Linked DNA regions of Triticum aestivum: region 2 is linked to region 1. A link is a contact called in public Hi-C data. All regions are on one chromosome and are shown on one strand. Each heading gives the region's core, a stretch centred on a gene start, on an enhancer-like site or on the middle of the called end of the contact. The rest is flanking DNA. Distances are from core to core; before and after follow the strand shown. Region 1 holds the start of LOC123156755 (glycerophosphodiester phosphodiesterase GDPDL4). Region 2 has its middle 180 kb from the start of LOC123156755.

The links. Hi-C and Micro-C count contacts between places; a contact is called where the count stands out from the background.
Region 2: a contact with region 1 is called in a Hi-C map of leaf, with 7 times the contacts expected there. The contact joins the enhancer-like site here to the promoter of LOC123156755 in region 1. A contact is called at or near these places in 4 of 5 Hi-C or Micro-C datasets (leaf and an unstated tissue) and 1 of 1 datasets of contacts at active chromatin or transcription factors (leaf).

The regions. Positions count from the first base shown.
Region 1 is chr7B:207,299,032-207,302,126 of IWGSC CS RefSeq v2.1, forward strand. It overlaps LOC123156755 (glycerophosphodiester phosphodiesterase GDPDL4), which reads right to left and starts at 1,531. Exons shown (of 9, transcript XM_044574932.1): 1 at 1,238-1,531; 2 at 496-801; 3 at 97-209. The coding sequence starts at 1,382.
Region 2 is chr7B:207,475,478-207,478,572 of IWGSC CS RefSeq v2.1, forward strand. No RefSeq gene overlaps it. Among protein-coding and RNA genes, the nearest start is that of LOC123156755, 180 kb to the left of the region's middle. Within about 2 kb of position 1,479, at least 2 of the 8 cell types and tissues checked have an H3K27ac peak or open chromatin away from gene starts, as enhancers often do. A contact at or near this core is called in leaf, where this site is marked.

The sequences.
Region 1 (3,095 bases), core at 281-2,780:
ATGGCCGTATGCATCATGCTGATGCAGAGGCCGGGGATCCCCCCCTTTTCGAAAAAAAAAAGATAAAGGCAAAATTGCAAGAAGGGTAAGTTTAACCTGAACATTCAACCAAACAGAAGGCGGCTTGACATTGGACTGAAAGTCTGTCACGGAAAGGATATAATACATGGTATCAAACCTTTCAGTGCGAGAATAAATCCCCTGTGTTACTGCACAAAAGATTGGATAATCAGGTAAGAAGAATAGCTACAAATTTATCATCAGGTCAAGCCTTTTTTAAGAAACTGGAGCGATGAAAAGCATGTAATCTGAAGAAAAGAAGAGCAGAGAAGTGATATAAAACATACTGTATAATGTCTGTGTAAAACAAGGAAAGAGCCAGAGGAAAGGCATGCGAGTAACATACTGTAGTTCATATTGGTCCACGTTCACTAGCATGTGTAACTGAGATGTACAGATGGTATGCTTTAATAGAAAGCTGAAAGTGGTACTCACAAGAAATTGTCGTTTGAATCTCAGACAAGGTGAAGTCCAGAGAGAAGTATCCAGTTTTTGGCACGCCATCGATAACATATTTTGCCTCTTTTTTATTTTTCGCAGGGTAGACTTGTGCAGCATTGGTGCAGTTTGACATATTTATATCCCGAAGGCAAATTCCAACACCATCCTTTGTGAGTTGCACATCACACCACAGACTTGTATCAGGTGCACTAGCAAGCAATGCGAAAGAAAACGCGCCATAACTGGAATCAGGAAATACTCCTGAAAATCCACCTTTGGCGATCACAAGGGGAGCATCACCTGCACAACAGTTAGTCACGGTTATTCAAACTCTTGAATATTTGCTCAGAATCATCCCTTAACTTTATTTATTTATTCAAACTCAAATTTTGGATGTATTTGACCTCGCTTCCTTACATCATCAACTTTAATAAAGATGTTCAACCTCCTTTTTGAAAGAAAGATAACACCACTAACTAATTAACTCGGTAGGATTCTCAGTCAACCTTCTGAAATCTTTTTGCTTTTGTTTCCAGGAGGAGAACCATGGAGGCGACTACACCCACTGGCTGTAGGATTTCAGGGGAGATTCGATGTGCACTCATCAGTTTGCGCGCAGTCCCGCTAGAAGCTCACACGCCTCTCCCTCATCGGGACCAAACACACGAACACGAGACGGAGCAGAGAGGAGCGCGCGCGTCCAGCAACCTGGAGAAGGGATGGTCGGGGGTGTTACCTCGTAAGGTTTTGTAGGAAGAGGGGCGCCGGATGCCCTGCGCGTCGGCGGCGCCGAGCAAGAGCAGGAGGCCGCACAGGAGGGCGGCGGTCTCTCCACCACGACCGTCACCGCCTCCTCGTCCAGGGACTCTGCCGCTCCTCATGCCTGCAAGCTTCCCGCAGAGGACGCGGACACGGGCGGGAGAAGAGAGAGAGAGAGAGAGAGAGAGAGAGAGAGAGAGCGAGCTCGGAGGAGCAGAGCACTGGAAATGCTCTGGTGCTCAGGCAGAGGCGGAGCGCATATATGGAGCACGGGCGCCACTTGCGGTTCTGTCTCCTTCTGTCAGTCAATGAATGACAGCGGGCTCGCGGCTGGGGCCACGCTGCAGTGACACGTCCGTGAGCCCGCGTGCTTGAAGCTCGCGACCCGCCTGGCGTTTACTCCACCACCACTACCGGCGGCGCGATATTCTGCGGCCGTTCTCGCCTTTTTCCGTCTTTTTTTACTGTATAATATCCTCGTTTGGTTCGATAGTGCTCACAAAATGATTGCTCGAGAAAAAGAAGGGCTTTTCTATCTAACTTTTTGGACATTATATAGTGCGCTTTGTACATTTCACTCTTGGCGTAGTTTGATCAACTGGGAAACGGAGTTCAGGTCCCCACGATATTCGTGTGCGGACGATTCGGTCATATGAGCTTTTTTCGGAAACCAACGACGCTAATGTAAACCCGTGTTTAGGCTAGGATGGTGGTGTGCAGTTGTAAAGCACCACGCGGGCTTGGTTTTAGAAAAACGTTTGGAGCCGGCTGGCCGGCTAAACTTTCCGCCGGCCCGCGCGGCACGAAACAACCGCCCCGCACGAGACACGTGTATATGGTGGGTCCCGCGCGACCGACCCCTTTCATTACCCCTTAACCTTTCCTCTTTCTTTCACCTCCCGCCATCACGGCTCTACTCCTCCACAATCTTCCCCCATGCTCCTCGCAACCTCCACAAGCTATCTCACCAGCGGCCAAGTGCTCGTGTGCGATGACGCTCAACCGGGGCGGCGGGGGAGCTGCAGAAAAGCTGCACCCCGCAGTATTTTTTGTTGGAACCATTCGATGGAAAAGCTGGAACCGTACCTCATATGGCCCTTTCTTCCGTACCTCATATGGAGTTAAATGATGAATCTTGTACGGCTAACTTTGTTCACGATTGCACCTCTCTCCGAGAGGAGAATAACAAGTTAAAAGCCCAAATTGAGAAAGGGTTTGTGTCATGCATTCAAGGGGAGAAAAACTTCAGTGACCTCTTGAACAACCAAAAGGAGTGTGTTGCCAAGGAGGGAATTGGGTTTGACCCCTCATCCAAGAAATGGAAGAACAAGAAGAGCAACAAGAAGATCGGTCCTTGTCGTGGAATTCTCACGTCAGATGTCCTAATGAAAGGACTTAGTCGTGGAGCCATCACAACTAGGAAGCTTAAAGGGGTTAATCGGGACAAAGGACACGGGGTTTATACTAGTTCGGCCCTTTACGGTGAAGGTAAAAGCCTACGATCCAGTTTTGAGTGGGATTGCTTATGTCTCGATTACCAGGGAGCAAATCCGCTTGACCTAGTTCTCGATCTGATGTTACTTGTCCTGAACCGCCGCCGGATCGTCCCTTTATATACAGAGGTCGATGCCCAGCGGCTCAGAGAGTCCCGGCCGGCTCATAAACAGTGTCCGGCTCGGTCTCTCTCTATTCTTGCCTTACAATACAAGTTACATACATATGGCGGTTTTTCTCTATGGGCCTTGAGTCGCCTTTGGGCTTGGGCCCTTAACTGAACCGCCATCTACCAGTGTCGTCTTGGGCTTCATGAATCTCCATAGGTATAACCCAGCCCC
Region 2 (3,095 bases), core at 229-2,728, 180 kb after region 1:
TTGACACAGCACTTAAGGCTATGGAAACCGACGCGACGTAGGGTTAAGGGTTCAACAACGATGACTGTGGCTCTGGGAGGCTGGTCCTTAGGGATACGTGCACGAAGACTTTTCGGCTGTCATCGACGAGGTCAGACCGGCTCCTGTAGGGGAGCACCGACAACGGCGCGTCGGCGGCTCGTTCTGGCACGGTACTGGTCGTTCGGTAGTCTAAAGACTTCGATGTAATTTAAATTATATTTGGGGTGCTTTGTGCTTCTTCTGAACTTCTATAATAGTACCGTGTGCTTTCTAGCAGAAAAAAAATATGTGTCCGTGAAATGTAAAGTTTAATGAAGGAAAGAGATCTGATGTGGTCTAAGCAAAACAAAGGAAAAACCTTTTTTATGGCAACGAAGAAAAATCTTGTCTATAAGAAGAGCTAGGTCTTTTTTACACGGGCCACAAAGACTTGTCTTCGAAGCTGCTCCGGTCAACAATGTACCCCCTCCGTCACAAAATAAATGCCTTGAGCTTAGTACAAATTTGTACTAGAGCTAGTATAAAGTTGAGACACTTATTTTGGAACGGAGGGAATAGCTACCAGTATGATCACATCACTTTGAATGCTTACACCAGATTTATGAGAATACTTAGCTACGTGAGAGCCACACGTTGACCAGCTACCGGTATTCTTCCAGGTCTTCTCCCCGGTCACGATGGATCGGGACGTCGCAAGTCCCTTTCGGGCAGGCGATCATCATCAACAGGTTTTCCACGGCAGTTCCAAAATCCAAAATGCCGACGACGGAGGAAAAAGACGAGAGCGACGGTCATCCTCACCCCTCGCCGCATGCCTCCAAAGCACGGAGATGCTAGCGCCCATGGAATGGAGAATCGCGGCGGACTTTGTCCTGCGAAAGCGCCGTTAACTGCGAAGGCCCCCGCGTCTTTAGAGCTGTGTTATCTGCCTCTAATCAGTGTGACTCGTTTTCTTTTTTGCAACTCGTAATCAGCATGACTCCGTGCACATGCGTCCATATCTCCTCCATATCCATATCGCAAGGGGGATGGATTAGCGTTGGGCTGCTCTTGCTCTTTATTGCCACCGGCCGAGGTGCTAGGGGCGGCTGCGTAATCAGCGCCGCGAACGGCTCAAACGGTCAGCTGCTTAATCCAAGGCGCGCAAGCTGAAAATTCTAGACATTCGCCCGTGACTTTCGTCAGATATAAAAATATTCGTTCATGTGAGCCTAGGGTAGATGAGCATCGGTGCCTCCTGTATTGTAGTATAGGTGTATCATATCATGGATGCTGCTGCTCCTCACATCGTCGGTCAAGCTGCACCGTGCGAGCGCTGGCACCGGAAATTGACCGGCCGAGTCCATGCCCTGGTGGTGTGCCTTGTCGCCAGTCGTCGGGATTCCACATCCACGGCAGAAGATGGCGGCGAAAGGTCCGGGGCGACGCGACTCGTAGACTAATCATCGAGCGACCGTGTAACATCTGATGTGACATGGCGTTAAGACGATGAGAGACAGATGAGGAGGGGGAGCCCTATCCCTGTCTGCCTCCTCGAAATGTCGTTTTTAGTTACATAATTGGGGAATATTTTCACGGTATCTAAAAAATCCACGCGCTTTAGGTTGGTCATAATGTTAGTATCATAGCTAGTATCATGCATATCAACTAGACAATTTTGATGAAGTGTTATAGAATTAAATGAAAAAAGAGGGTTGAGTATCATGTCATGATACCATATCATAATAAATGCTATACTATTATGTGTCATGCATGTCAATAAATAAAGTACTGCATGATACTAATATATTATACATGCATTAGATAGGTAGTATCATATGCATCATACTAGTACATGATACTCCCCATTACAACCAGCCTTGGTTAATTTTTGGACAGCCATGAAGCTAGCAAGTAAGGTCCACTTTAACCGATATCTATAAAATAGGGGAGGATTCGGACGAGTAAATCTTAGTTTACTCCACTAACCTTTCTTTTAAGGGGAAACCCCACTAACTTTTGGCTGGACCTAGTTGATCCCTTAAATATAACGTAGTATAATTTTATTTTTTCTAACTTACACAATTCCAATTTATATTGCAACTACATATTATCACACATATAGAAACTAAACATAAATATGAAGGTTCAAGCAAATTACTAATATAGTTTACAACCCGAATTCAAAGTTTACGTATCGAATTATTCAAATTGGCTTATGCATTGTCGGTGGCGGTGGGAGGATTTAGGGTCGGGCCGGCGGTGGGAGGATTTAGGGTCGGTGGTAGCAAGAATGAGCGCAAGGAGAGCCACCAGATTTTAGTTTGTCGGCTAGAGGCGAGTATATTTACTCCTCCGATAGGCGGAGGAGAAAATTTTTACTCCTCTAACCAGTTTAGGAGATCGGCTAAGTGGCAGTTAGAGGAGTAAAACCAAAATTTTACTCCTTTATTACCGGATAGGGGATTTTACTCCTCTATCGTCGGGTAGGGGTCGTCTAGAGTTGGTCTAAGTAGGTCAACATGAGCGCGGGGTGGGGGGGGTGCGATACTGCCGCTGTCGAAGACAGGAGGTCGGGGGTTTAAAGCGATGGCATTGGGCGACGGCATCACAACAGTGGGCTGCGGCTAGGGGAGGGGGTGGTGAGGAGGTCGCGACGTGCAGAGGTTGCCGGTTTTGAATGCGTTAAAGAGAGGCGAGGGGGAGAGGAAAATGCGGAAGAAGATAAACCATGTTGTTGTCTGTTGGATGATGATCCGACGCTTCATATTTTGGACTGACGGTATTTTTTTTCATATTCCTCATACCGGATGATTAGGCACCCTTTTTTAGAGAAACCGATCCCGCGTGTTGCTGTGAGAATCGGTTGATGGAAATTAAAGTGGATAAATAAGAACAAAAATTAAAAATACATATGTATTATTTTATTTAATTATATATAGTTGTAAAATATTTATTAAATATATGTAGAACGATTGAAAATATATATTCCATATATGGTTAAATGTTGTGGTGGGGATGCATGATTGCATGTTGAGGTGGGCCTTATCTTATCTATAATTATATATGATGAGTTGGCTTGCTACCATATTGAG